Linked DNA regions of Mus musculus: region 2 is linked to region 1. A link is a contact called in public Hi-C data. All regions are on one chromosome and are shown on one strand. The core of a region is the stretch at or near the end of the contact, and the rest is flanking DNA. Distances in the headings are between cores, read along the strand shown.

Evidence for each region. A called contact is a pair of places that touch in the nucleus more often than the background predicts.
Region 2: a Hi-C map of cortical neurons shows a contact between it and region 1, with 2.9 times the contacts expected there. The contact joins two enhancer-like sites. A contact is called at or near these places in 1 of 484 Hi-C or Micro-C datasets (cortical neurons) and 1 of 115 datasets of contacts at active chromatin or transcription factors (large pre-B cells).

What each region holds. Positions count from the first base shown.
Region 1 is chr14:17,430,633-17,436,521 of GRCm38.p6, reverse strand. No RefSeq gene overlaps it. Among named protein-coding and RNA genes, the nearest start is that of Gm32121, 26 kb to the right of the region's middle. Within about 2 kb of position 3,386, at least 16 of the 459 cell types and tissues checked have an H3K27ac peak or open chromatin away from gene starts, as enhancers often do. A contact at or near this core is called in cortical neurons, where this site is marked.
Region 2 is chr14:18,059,935-18,065,823 of GRCm38.p6, reverse strand. No RefSeq gene overlaps it. Among named protein-coding and RNA genes, the nearest start is that of Nr1d2, 180 kb to the left of the region's middle. Within about 2 kb of position 3,468, at least 22 of the 459 cell types and tissues checked have an H3K27ac peak or open chromatin away from gene starts, as enhancers often do. A contact at or near this core is called in cortical neurons, where this site is marked.

The DNA.
Region 1 (5,889 bases), core at 2,137-4,636:
GATGCCACTCCCTGGTGCAAGAATATACAAACCATCACAAGAATCTTATTTATATATTCTCCTTATGTTTGTGGGAGTCTTGAACTCCTTATAAAAGGCTTTACCTGTGCTGTACATTTGAATTTGATGGTAATATGTTAGGAGAATGTGTAGAATATATTTGTTCTCAGATAAAATATATTTGTGTGTCAGATAAAATTCGATATAGTCTATTTATAGTTTGTACACTTATAACAGTGGCTCCTTCCTCCAGAGAACTTGAAATCTCTTCACACAGGAAAAGACTAGTTCATTTTTATAGACTCATACGAATGGATGAGTCAGGTGAGGAGGAAATGTTTATAAGATTTGTTGCTGGGAGTAATTTGAACTGTGTTGACCTGGCCCAAGAGATTTCAAAGGAGAAAAATTTCAGAATGTGGCATAAAGACTGTTTTGGTGGTATTTTGGTGAAGAATGTGGCTACTTTTTGAAAGCATGAATAACTACTATCTTCTCAAATGAATATATCTTCTCAAATGAATCTTTAGCTTTATTAATTTTTAATTATTAAGAAATTCACAAGTACATTCTTCCTCTATCGGCAAAAATCCTAGATCACTGTCACAACCAAATCTTATAAACATTTCCTCCTCACCTGACTCATCCATCTTATGAGTCTATAAAAATGGACTAGTCTTTTCCTGTGTGAAGAGATTTCAAGTTCTCTGGAGGAAGGAGCCACTGTTATAAGTGTACAGACTATAAATAGACTCTATCGAATTTTATCTGACACACAAATAGGTGCTCAAGTGGTGTATTTGAAATGAATATAAGCCTGAAAAACAGAATAATTAAATATTGCATATATCGCAACAAATAGAGCTGTACCAAGTAGCAGAAGCTAGTAATACCAATGACTCAGGAGGCTCGTCAGGGAAATAGGAAGTTCAAGACCAGTTGGGGATGCAGTCAGCCTGAAAAGTTATTGCACACAGGGACAGGGTAGAATATTTACATGCTTAGAGGTAGAATATTTACATGTTGGAACTCACTTTCTCTGACCACCATATATCTATTTACACCTTGTCTTTCCAATTCAACTCACAAACAGTTATGGATCACAAGTATCTCTTTCCAAAACTGTATCTCAGTGGGTTCCTCACAAATGCCTTGATGTAGGCAGCTGGCAAGCTTTCTCGGTAACCTAGTTGTAAAGCATTTGGGGTTGCAACATGGCTTTTCAAATTAAGCACTGAAGACCATTCTTTGTCCTATTTATAGTAGGGCTTATCCAATATCCCTGACTTTCACCCACTACATGCTAATGGCTCTCATGTTGCAATAGTTGAACAAGGTCCCATACATTGGCTAGGGCTCTTATGAGAGAACACAAAACAAAACAAAATAAAACAAAACAACAATAAAAACCACTCTTCCATGAAAAGTGTTGGTCACAGTGATGCTATAGTCTCTGCCCTGGCTGCTACTATATACTAGGTCCCCCCTTTTTTTTTTTTTTTTTTTGAGGCAGAACTTCATGTACATTTGGCTGGCCTGGAACCTGAATTTTGACTTGGTTGTCTTTAAACTCAAGGAGATCTGTCAGGCTCTGCCTCCTGAATGCTGGGACTAAAGGCCTTGTCTCCACATTCAGCTCCAAGATCCCTGATGAACACAGTTGTTCTATCAAGTGAGACTTGAAGACTCTCTACTTTCCTCTTTGGTGTCTAGAAATGTCTTGTTCTGGCATTGTAAAGAGAAAGTGTCCCACTGCTATCCATTGACAGTGAGTCTGCAATACTTTCTCTTTGAGAAGATGGCACGTGTATGCTTGGGAAGGAAGGGAGAACAGGTCAGAAGTCGCCTTCAAAGTTTTCAAAGATAACCTGTAATCTACTCCTTCGGGGAAAACTTCCCATCCCATTCTAGTAGGCCTGAATGGAAGTAGCACCCCTCCAAGCTTCCACATCATGAGAAGACCCCCACTAATCCCCAGGACATCTATCAAGCTGGAGCTAGACCCTCAGGTAAAATTCTCTGAGCTTAGCATAGAAAATAAGAGTTACCAAATCAAAGACCTTAGTAAACAATGAGTGGCCAGATGGATGAGTCATGTTTTCAATGGTGAGCTTGATCTGGTACCAAGCTATTTCTATTTGAAGAACAACTGTTGACCCTGCTCAGCAGGTACTGGCTTTTGATCTTTTTACTTGCAATACTACCAAATGCATTTTCTTTTCCCAGTGAACATCTGCTAACCATTAAGTATTTTCAAAAGTCACACCAATTTGAGCTGGAGAGTAACTACTGAAAGTGCTCTCTGTGTTAGCATAAAGACTGAGTATGGAGCCCCAACATCCTATTTGAGAACTAGGTATGGGACATGGAATGCCTTTGTGACCCCAGGGCTTTCTGGGTTAGGGGGACAGCAGAGGGAATAAGGGAGATTCTGGGGTTTGATGGCAAGGCAGTCTAAGCAACCGGTATGTTTCAGAATTAGTGAGAGACTATCTGGAAAGCTAAGTTGGGAAATCAGTTCAGGAACACACACACACACACACACACACACACGATACCAATTTAACAAAGGATATAGTTTAAGGATACTTTAAAGGTTTTTCTGAAACGCTTTCTGTCTCCCTCTGACTGATCTGGCATTGGTCTGTAGGCTGACATCAGGCTCGCAGCAATCCTCCTGCCTCATCTCCACACATTCTGTGATTAAAGTTATGTAGTAATCTGCTCAGTTGTTAATATTTTCTAAAAATTACTGTTTAATTTATATGGCAAACAAACATTTTCCATCAAGATTTCAGTTGAATTCTATCATAAATAGTGTTTCAGTTCTAGTCTGCTCTGTTCTATATCTCTCCTAGACTTTGAAGTAAAGATGGATCTTTAAAACCATATCCATTTACTTTGAAAATAGAACAGCAGCTTCCATTCATTCTAAACAGATGTACTGTGGGTGTAATGTGCAAAAGGTATCAGTCCTTACTCTAAAGAAAGACATTTCATTCACATCCGAGCTGAATACATAAGGCCCAAACCATTCTCTTCTCTGTGACTGTTTCACACAAATCATTTATTAGTCACATCTTTTACATAACAAATTACATCATGTATGTCTGTTAAGAAGAATTATAATTTAATTACATAAATTTGAAATGAAGGCAAAAAATTTCCCTGGTGTGTTCTATATTTATACTTGAACTTCTTTCCTCTCTGGAGTATACAGTCCTGCCTTGACCCTGGGGAACTGTGGCTTCATCTTCTGAAAACACTTCTCTATTTTTATACCCTCATTAAAAAAAAAAAAAGACAAAAAATAAACCCTCCAACCTACAACAGAATTCCAGATACATAGCAGTCTGAAATACATAGGCAGGCCTACTCTCTTAGAAGCAGAAAAATCATCATGCAACCTGGGTTCCACATTCTTGATTCTTGACTGATAATAACCTAGTTCCGTTTCCTGAAGGAAAAAAGGAAGCCCATTTATTATCGACAGAGGCACCCTACACAATCAATCCTTCTTTAATGTCTCTGAGAAACCAGAAAATGTTATTTATGGCAGTTAATTTATCAGCTAAAGCAATAATAACAGATTGCTTATAAATGGTGTCACCATGGGCTGATGTGGGAGTCAGGCAGAACCAAGGGACAAGTCCCCTCCGTGGCTTTATGTATACTATTGGACATAGGACCCGAAGATCAGCTACAAAGCTTTAGCTTCTTAATTTTTCTTAGGACAATAATCGTTTCACAAAGCAAATGAGCTTAGACAAACATGGCTATTGAAATCTAATTTGAAAATGCAAGAAATGCTTAAGAGGGCTAAATTTTTGGATGGTAATGTAGCATCCTAAATACTAAATTTAAAAAAGTGGTACAACTGGGAATTGTTTATAAAGATGCGTGAACCTTAGCATTTGATTGGTGATGTTTCACTGTATGAATGAATGACTAGTGATGAAGGATAATTGGCAGCTGGCATAAGTGCACCCTGCATGCTTACTTGGTTATATCCTGCTACATCTATTATGTCCAGAAATGCCCCGCATTTCTAGAGCAGCAACAATGTTATTTACTTGGTTTGCATGAGTAAATTATTAACAAACCACTCAAATGACATTTTGTTTTTGCTTTTCCTCACAGGTTCCTTCACCATCGTTTACTGGGCAAGAGAAGGGCGTTTAAACCTGGCAGCAAAACTTGCCAGATATGGAAGGTCACACTTCTCTAGGGAATCTAGAACGCTTGTTTCTCTCTTTAGATAAACCAAGAAAACTTGAAGCTATCTAGTCTCAAGAGCCAAAGCCAAGTCCACAAGAAGACACCTTAATGTTATTTTTTTTTAATCCATACTGAATTTTAATCCATACTGAATGCTCAGCCTTGTCTTTCCCAGCTATCCTCACTAAATTAACTTGCATAAATTTTCTCTCAGACCCAAACTTCCCTAAGTCATTGTTCCCCTTTTATGGCAGTGGTCTTAGAAACACACTTAGTGTACAGAAGACACCTGGAAGATAATAGGATTAGTATCTGTGGAAGATAATAGGATTAGTATCTGAGCATTGTCTGACTATGCACTAGAGAAGCAACGGCTGACAACAGTCTCTCACATTTATTCCTATGGTTGCTACCCCTAGGTAGAAACATTATCAATAACCTCTTAACAACATAGTAATTAGTCTAAAATGAAAGGCTTCCATTATGAGCCACATCTTCTGGGGTTCTGATCTTTGAATCCTCACTCTCTGCATTAAATACAGCTCACCCTGTAAGCTGAATCTACAAACTGTTGAATCAGAGATGAGCTGTATCAGATGTGAAATTAAGACGAAAAGGTCGAGAAGTCCTTAGGCTACATTTTAGGAGCCCTGAGCTCAGACATAAGAAGTCCACAAACTGTACAGAAAGATCATCAGGAGAGGCAGGATGCTAAGCCCTGAGATACCTGTCAAGAGACAAAGAGGTGATCCCAGCTTCCTGTTCATCTCTGGATCCCTATAACAAGCCCACACCCACCAAGATCCAGTTCTGACCACCTTCTTGCAGCAGTTGCTAATAGATCACAGCTCAACTATGACCAGCAAAAACATCAACACATTAAACAGAACTCTATTATTTAACCCCCAAATGGTACTCAGGATACTGCAAAATTTTTAAATGGTCACTTTGAGCGCAAACATTTGGAGTAGTTTGATATTTCATAATAAATAGCTAGAGGCAAGAGGGGAAAAACAGCTTTGCCTTCTGTTTTAAGCCCACATTGACTAACACTTTTCTCTGCCCACTCCTTGCCTACTTTAACTTTTGATTATACATTTGACTATCACATATGACTAAGGTAAGAAAGTGCCTGCATGATATGTTAATCCTTGTTAATGGATCCCACTCATGGATGCATGTGGGGCATTGGGAGTGGGGGAAAGAGGGAGTGGGAGAAAATCCGTTTCCTACCAGAGTTTCGGTACTCTGGGCAGGCAGACATGGAAGGACTGCTGCATGCTTTCCACGAGGTCCCGGGTGGTGTCTGGCTGTGTGAAGCCACGGAATCTGAGCTTGCTGGGGGTGGGGGTGGGGGTAGGGAAGGACAAGGTGCAGTCCTAATAACAGGTTCTCAGTCTCTGGCATCTCACACTGGATACCACGGAAAATCTGAAAGCCAGCCCCAGGGCCGAAGGGAGGAAAGGGCAGGAGGAGGGGGTGGGGGTGGGGCGCTAGGTGGTTCTCACGTGGGCAAGAGTCCCTGGTCTGCGGTGGCTGGAGTGCAGGAAGGCCTTCCGGAGGAAAGTTAGACATGGCTCATTAAGGGAAAGTCTATCCCATCATTCATGTATTGTTGGGAGCCGCCCCCACATTCGCCGTCACAAGATGGCGCTGACATCCTGTGTTCTA
Region 2 (5,889 bases), core at 2,219-4,718, 630 kb before region 1:
AAAATCAGGTGTTTGTCCATAAGTGGATGGATTTGTCTAGGACTTCAATTCTATTCCATTTATCAATATGTCTGCTTTCGTGACAATACCTAGCTGTTTTTATTATTGTAGTATTATAGTGCAACTTGAAATTGAGAATGGTAAGTCTGTTTTAGTTGTTCAGGCTTGTCTTAGCTGTCCTAGATATTTTGTGTAGTCATATGAAGCTGAGAATTATACTTTCACAATATGTAAATAACTGTGTTGGAATTTTGATGGGGATTGCATTGAATCTGTAGACTGACTTTGGTAGGATGACATTATTATTATGTTAATCCTACTGAACCGTGAGCATGGGAAATCTTGCCTTCTTTGGAGACCTTCAATTTATTTCTTCATTTTCTTAAAGTTTTTAATCACACAAGTCTTTCACTTGCTTGGTTAGAGTTATCCCAAGATGTTTTATGTTGTTTGAGGCTACTGTGAAAGGTGGTGTTTCAATGATTTCTTTGTCAGGCCATTAGACATTTGTATATAGGAGTGCTACTGACTTTTCTGAATTAATTTTGTGTCCAGCCACTTTTCTGAAAGTGTTTATCATCTGTGGGATTTCCCCAGGGGAATGTTTGGGGTAACTTATGTATATAATCATATTATTTGCAAATAAAGATACTTTGACTTCTTCCCTTTCAAAGGGTATCCCCTTGATCTCTTTCAGTTGTCTTATTGCTCTAGATAAGACTTCAAATACTATACTGAATAGTTATGAAGAGAGTGAGCAACTTCGTCTTGATCCTGATTTTAGTGGAATTGCTTTGAGTTTCTCTCCACTTAAATTGATTTTGGTTATGCTTTTGGTGTAAACTGTTTTACTATTTTGAGGTATGTCTCTTGTATCTTCAATCTTTCCAAGACTTTTATCATAGAGGGGTGCTAGATGCAGAAAGGCCATTTCTGCATCGGGTGAGATGACCGTGTAGCTTTGTCTTTCAGTTTATATGGTGGATTTCGGTTTATATGGTGGATTATACTTCTCAATGCATGTTGCACCATTCTTGCATCTCTGGGATGAAGCCTACTTGGTTATGATGGATGATCTTTTTGATATGTTTTTGGATTTGGTTTGTAAGTATTTTATTGAGAAATTATGCATTTATGTTTATATGGGAAATTAGTTTGTTATTCTCTTTGTTGGGTCTTTACATAGTTTGGAAATGAACTAGGCAGTGCTCCTTCTGTTTCTATTTTCTGGAATAATTTGAGATGTATTGACATTAACTCTTGTTTGAAAATCTGGTAGAATTCTGTGTTAAAACCATCTGGCCCTGGGCTTTGCTTATTTTATTTTATTTTATTTTATTTTATTTTATTTTTTGCATGAAACCTTTGTAATAACTGTTTCTATTTCACTGAGGGTTGATAGGTCTGTTTAAATTGTTTGTGTGATCTTGATTTAACTTTGATAAGATTTATATTTGGGAAAATTATCCATTTATTTTACATTTTCCAGTTTGGGAAAGTACTGCTATTTATTTATTTATTTATTTATTTATTTATTTATATTAGATATCTTATTCATTTACATTTGAAATGCTATCCATAAAGCCTGGGTCTGGTAGTTGAAGTACTGGTTTTAAAGTATGCCCTTATGATTCTCTGGATTTCCATGGTGTCTGTTGTTATGTCCCCCTTTCTTTCTAATTTTGTTTATTTCCTTAGAATGAGGAACAAAATACCCATGTAAGGAGTTACAGAGACAAAGTTTGGAGATGAGACAGAAGGAAGGACCATGCAGAGACTGACCCATCCGGGGATCCATACCATAATCAACCACCAAACGCAGACACAATTGCATATGCCAGCAAGATTTTGCCAACAGGACCCTGATATAGCTGACTCTAGTTAGGCTATGCCAGTGCCTGGCAAATACAGAAGTGGAGGCTCAGAGTCATCTATTGGATGGAACACAGGGCCCCCAATGAAGGAGCTAGAGAAAGTACCCAAGGAGCTGAAGGGGTCTGTAACCCTGTAGGATGAACAGCAATATGAACTAACCAGTACCCTGTGAGCTCATGTCTCTAGCTGCATATGTACCAGAAGATGGCCTAATTGGCCATCAATGGGAGGAGAGGCCCTTGGTCTTACAACGATCATATGCCTCAATACAGGGGAATACCAGGGCTAGGAAGTGGGAGTGTGTGGGTTGAAGAGCAGTATGGGGGAGGGTATAAGGGAATTTTGGGATAGCATTTGAATTGTAAATGAGGAAAATATCTAATAAAAATTGTTTAAAAAATGTTTAGTAGCCATTTGTGTTTCCTTTTCTGAGAACTTTCTGTTAAGCTCCACAGTTGATGCTCATAGTTCATGTGAGTTTAGGGTCACACCTATGAATCTATGGGTAGCACAGATTTCATTGGAGGGGTTATTTAAAAAGGAGGCATGAAGTTAGGAAGAGGTGGAAGTGATCTAGGGGGAGTTAGGGGAAAGTGGAGTGACCACAGTCAAATACTTTGTATATGTCTCCTGAGTACTGAGTTATATCCACATGCTCCCATACTTTGCATCTGCCTCCTGAAAACTGGGTTATAGCCACATGCAACCATGCAGGATTCTGCAAAATTCTGTTTTTATGCCATGCACACTCTACTTTCATGAATGATAGTGTTTCTTCTTCCTCACCATGTCTGCTTCAGTATTCCTGTCTACATGAGATGTATCTGTCAGGGACTTCTGGAGATGACATGGTTGTCTGAATTTGGGAAAATATGATAAGCTGTATGCCATCAATTCATATATATACATACACACACACACACACACACACACACACACACACACACACATATATGACTCATAATTACTATTGTGAAGAAAAAGTTATATCAACACATTTGAATAATCAGAATCTAATTATGCTTACTTTTGATAGACTTCCAAAGCAAGTCATCTTCCCAGATCCCGAGACTCTCAAGACAGTCACATAGAAGTTGCTGAGGTCTTATAGAAGAACTTCAAAATGCTTGCCTCAAGCTCTGATTCTTTCAAGCTTCCAGTCTAGCCTCACAACATTGAATAAGAACATCCTGGAATGTAGGAGATGGATTAATTCATTGCAGAACAACAACAAAAAATGTTCTGTTCTCCTCTAAGTTATAAATTGTTGTAGAAGCCAGCATGCTGGCTGTAGATTCCGGCTGTCTTATTACTCAGCCAAGCTGATTAAGAGTAATTTTGGTTAAAACAAATTTGTGCCTGGGCAAACAACCAACACATAGTTCCAACCAGAGGCAAGTCAACTGAGACTAAGTAGATGATACAGACTCTTAATAGCTCCTGGGATATTCAACACCATTTGGATGAACTGACAGCACTATCATGTCCCCGGCATGTTAGACTGTCCTGTAATTTATTTGGCTGTATTGTCCTCACTTGAGAGTTGGTTTTTGATTCTGGCACATCACTCTCACTGGTAATGGCTCAGATCATCCAGGCTGATTCATAGCTGCACAGAGGTTCCCTAACGAGCTTCTTAGATGACTGTTTCAGCAAGACAGATGGCAGACTTTATTTTTTCTGGCCCTTCTGCTTTTACATGGAATGATTGTGCATTCAAAGCACGTGCTACACAAGCCAAATCCTCCTGCGGCTCACCTCACATGTTTCTTTCTGGAAAATCTAAGACAGAGCAGCAGGGACAGTGGGTGCAGGGAGTCAGCTGCTGAGGACACAGAGTGATGGTAACCAGGCTAGGGCAGAGCTGAAAGGTTGTTTGTCTTGAGACTATGGGTTTCTTACGTTTTTGTCTTTGCTTAAACATCTTGGGTTGGTGATAGGGAACAATTTTCCATATACTGATGGCAACTGTGGTGCATTTTTTTTCTTTGAGTTTAATGCTGGCTTCTGAGCAGTTTCTAACTAATCATGGATGTGCTAGCAGGCAACAACAATGCTCTATCTGACAGGAACCCAAGAATACCACTTCAAGCCTTTTGAAGGTTCACTGTTTTTGTGTCCTTGGATCATGTCTCATATGGAATGGGTAGGGTCCTAGTTAAGCCTCCTGACTTAGAGGAGTGAGAAAAAAGTAAACATGAATTCAACTTGCCACTCTTCTCACACAATGCAATTCAATGTTCAATACCAGTCTCACAAGAAACTGAGGAAGTTTTAAATTGGAATTTAGAGGCTAAAGCTCATGATACCATGTATCAGCAAGAAAAGATGGTTCTTAAGCTTTCTATTCCTGTCATCCCAGGTTTATTCCTGATCTTATCCCTGTGTACCATAGATGACACTTAGGAGACTCAGTAGCTTATCACTCTGGAAAGTAGCCTGAATAATAAATATAAGATTTTCTAAAGTAGAGGTTTCCAGAATTTTGATAGAGATTTAAGGGTCCCTAGAAACAAATTAATCTTGTGGGGGTTTGTGGTGCTAGATGGGAAGACACAGAACACTGTTTCTTTCTGACCTATGGAGTTACAGAGTTGTATTATTTATGGAAGAAATGGGCTCTATAGCAGGATAGGTGTTCATGCAGCAGGAACTCCACCTCTCCTTCTCATTTTGTTCTCCATAGTCATCACCTTGATTTTCTCTCTCCTCCTGTAAAGTTTGTTTCTGTTTGGGCACCTCACAATCTGTTATCTAATTACACAATGACTGATATTCTGTAATGTGGGTGATTCAGAAAAGAGACAGTGAAAGCCTGGAAGTTCTCTGGGTAGGTGGGTAGCTATGGTGAGATCACTATGCTCTTCATTTCAGGATGCTAAAATCATTTATTCTCATGTCTTTGTGCAACATTGCTGAATGTTTCTCCTAGGCTTCACCTTTGACCTCCTTTCTAAGCAAGGCAAAACCAACTTTAGAAACTTTTCTCTAGAGGTACTCTGCATGGATATACAATGCTTCTCCTCCCAGAAGATATAGTTTATCAAATAAAAATCTCAGTACTAGGTATAGGAGACCTGCCTTGAATTGTTAGTCATGGAAGCCAGAGGCTTTCCAAACAGGGCAGGTTATTGCCATTGTTATTGATTTTTAGCATCACTGGATGGCAAAGTCCTATTGTTGAAGACACCATATATATTTATTATAGAGTATAGAGAAATCCAACTGGAACTGACTTGGATCTCCTCATTGGTCACTAACTTTCACAATGTTAGAAGATGCTATAATGCCAATCTTCCAGGCAAGGTGTACTTCTGGTGAAATAATGTAATGATTGTTATGGTACCAAGTTCCAGCCTCAGATTTGTTGGGGATTCTGAAGAAGGGGTGTGTAGGAGCATTGGAAAATGACTCTCAAAGTCAATTGTGAGTATGAGCTGATGGCCTTGTAGTCTGCTTGAGATGGCAACCCAGAAAGCTCTCTGTGGATAGCACTTGGCTCTGTAGTTTGCTTGAGACAGCTCTCTCTTGCTAGGAAAATTCTATAAGTTCTCTGGATATAGCTCATGGCTTTTCTGACCAAAGTCAGAAGAGCTGCTAGAAAAAAATTCTTGAGTTTTCTGATCAAAGTCAGTAATCTTGCTAGAAAAATTCTAAAATAGCTGTGTTTGCTCTCCAAGCAGTTCTCTCTGGGTAGCTCTCTTTTGCAAACCAAAGTCTAGTCTTTTATTTCCATAATTTAATCATTTACATAGGGTCACTTTTGATTATCCCATGAGTCAGTATTTTATGACTTTAGCCCCTTGATTCTTACAAAAAGACAACAAGTACACTTTTTTTTAAACACATGAATTTCTTGACTTTGTAAGCACAGGCAATAAGCTAGCTGAGCAGAATTTTGCCCTGAGATTATCATTCCAACTATACCCAGATCTAAATTTACTCTGTCCCAGGCTGACCTTGAACTCAGGAACCTGCCTGCCTTTGTAAGCACAAATTTAGCTGAGTGGGATT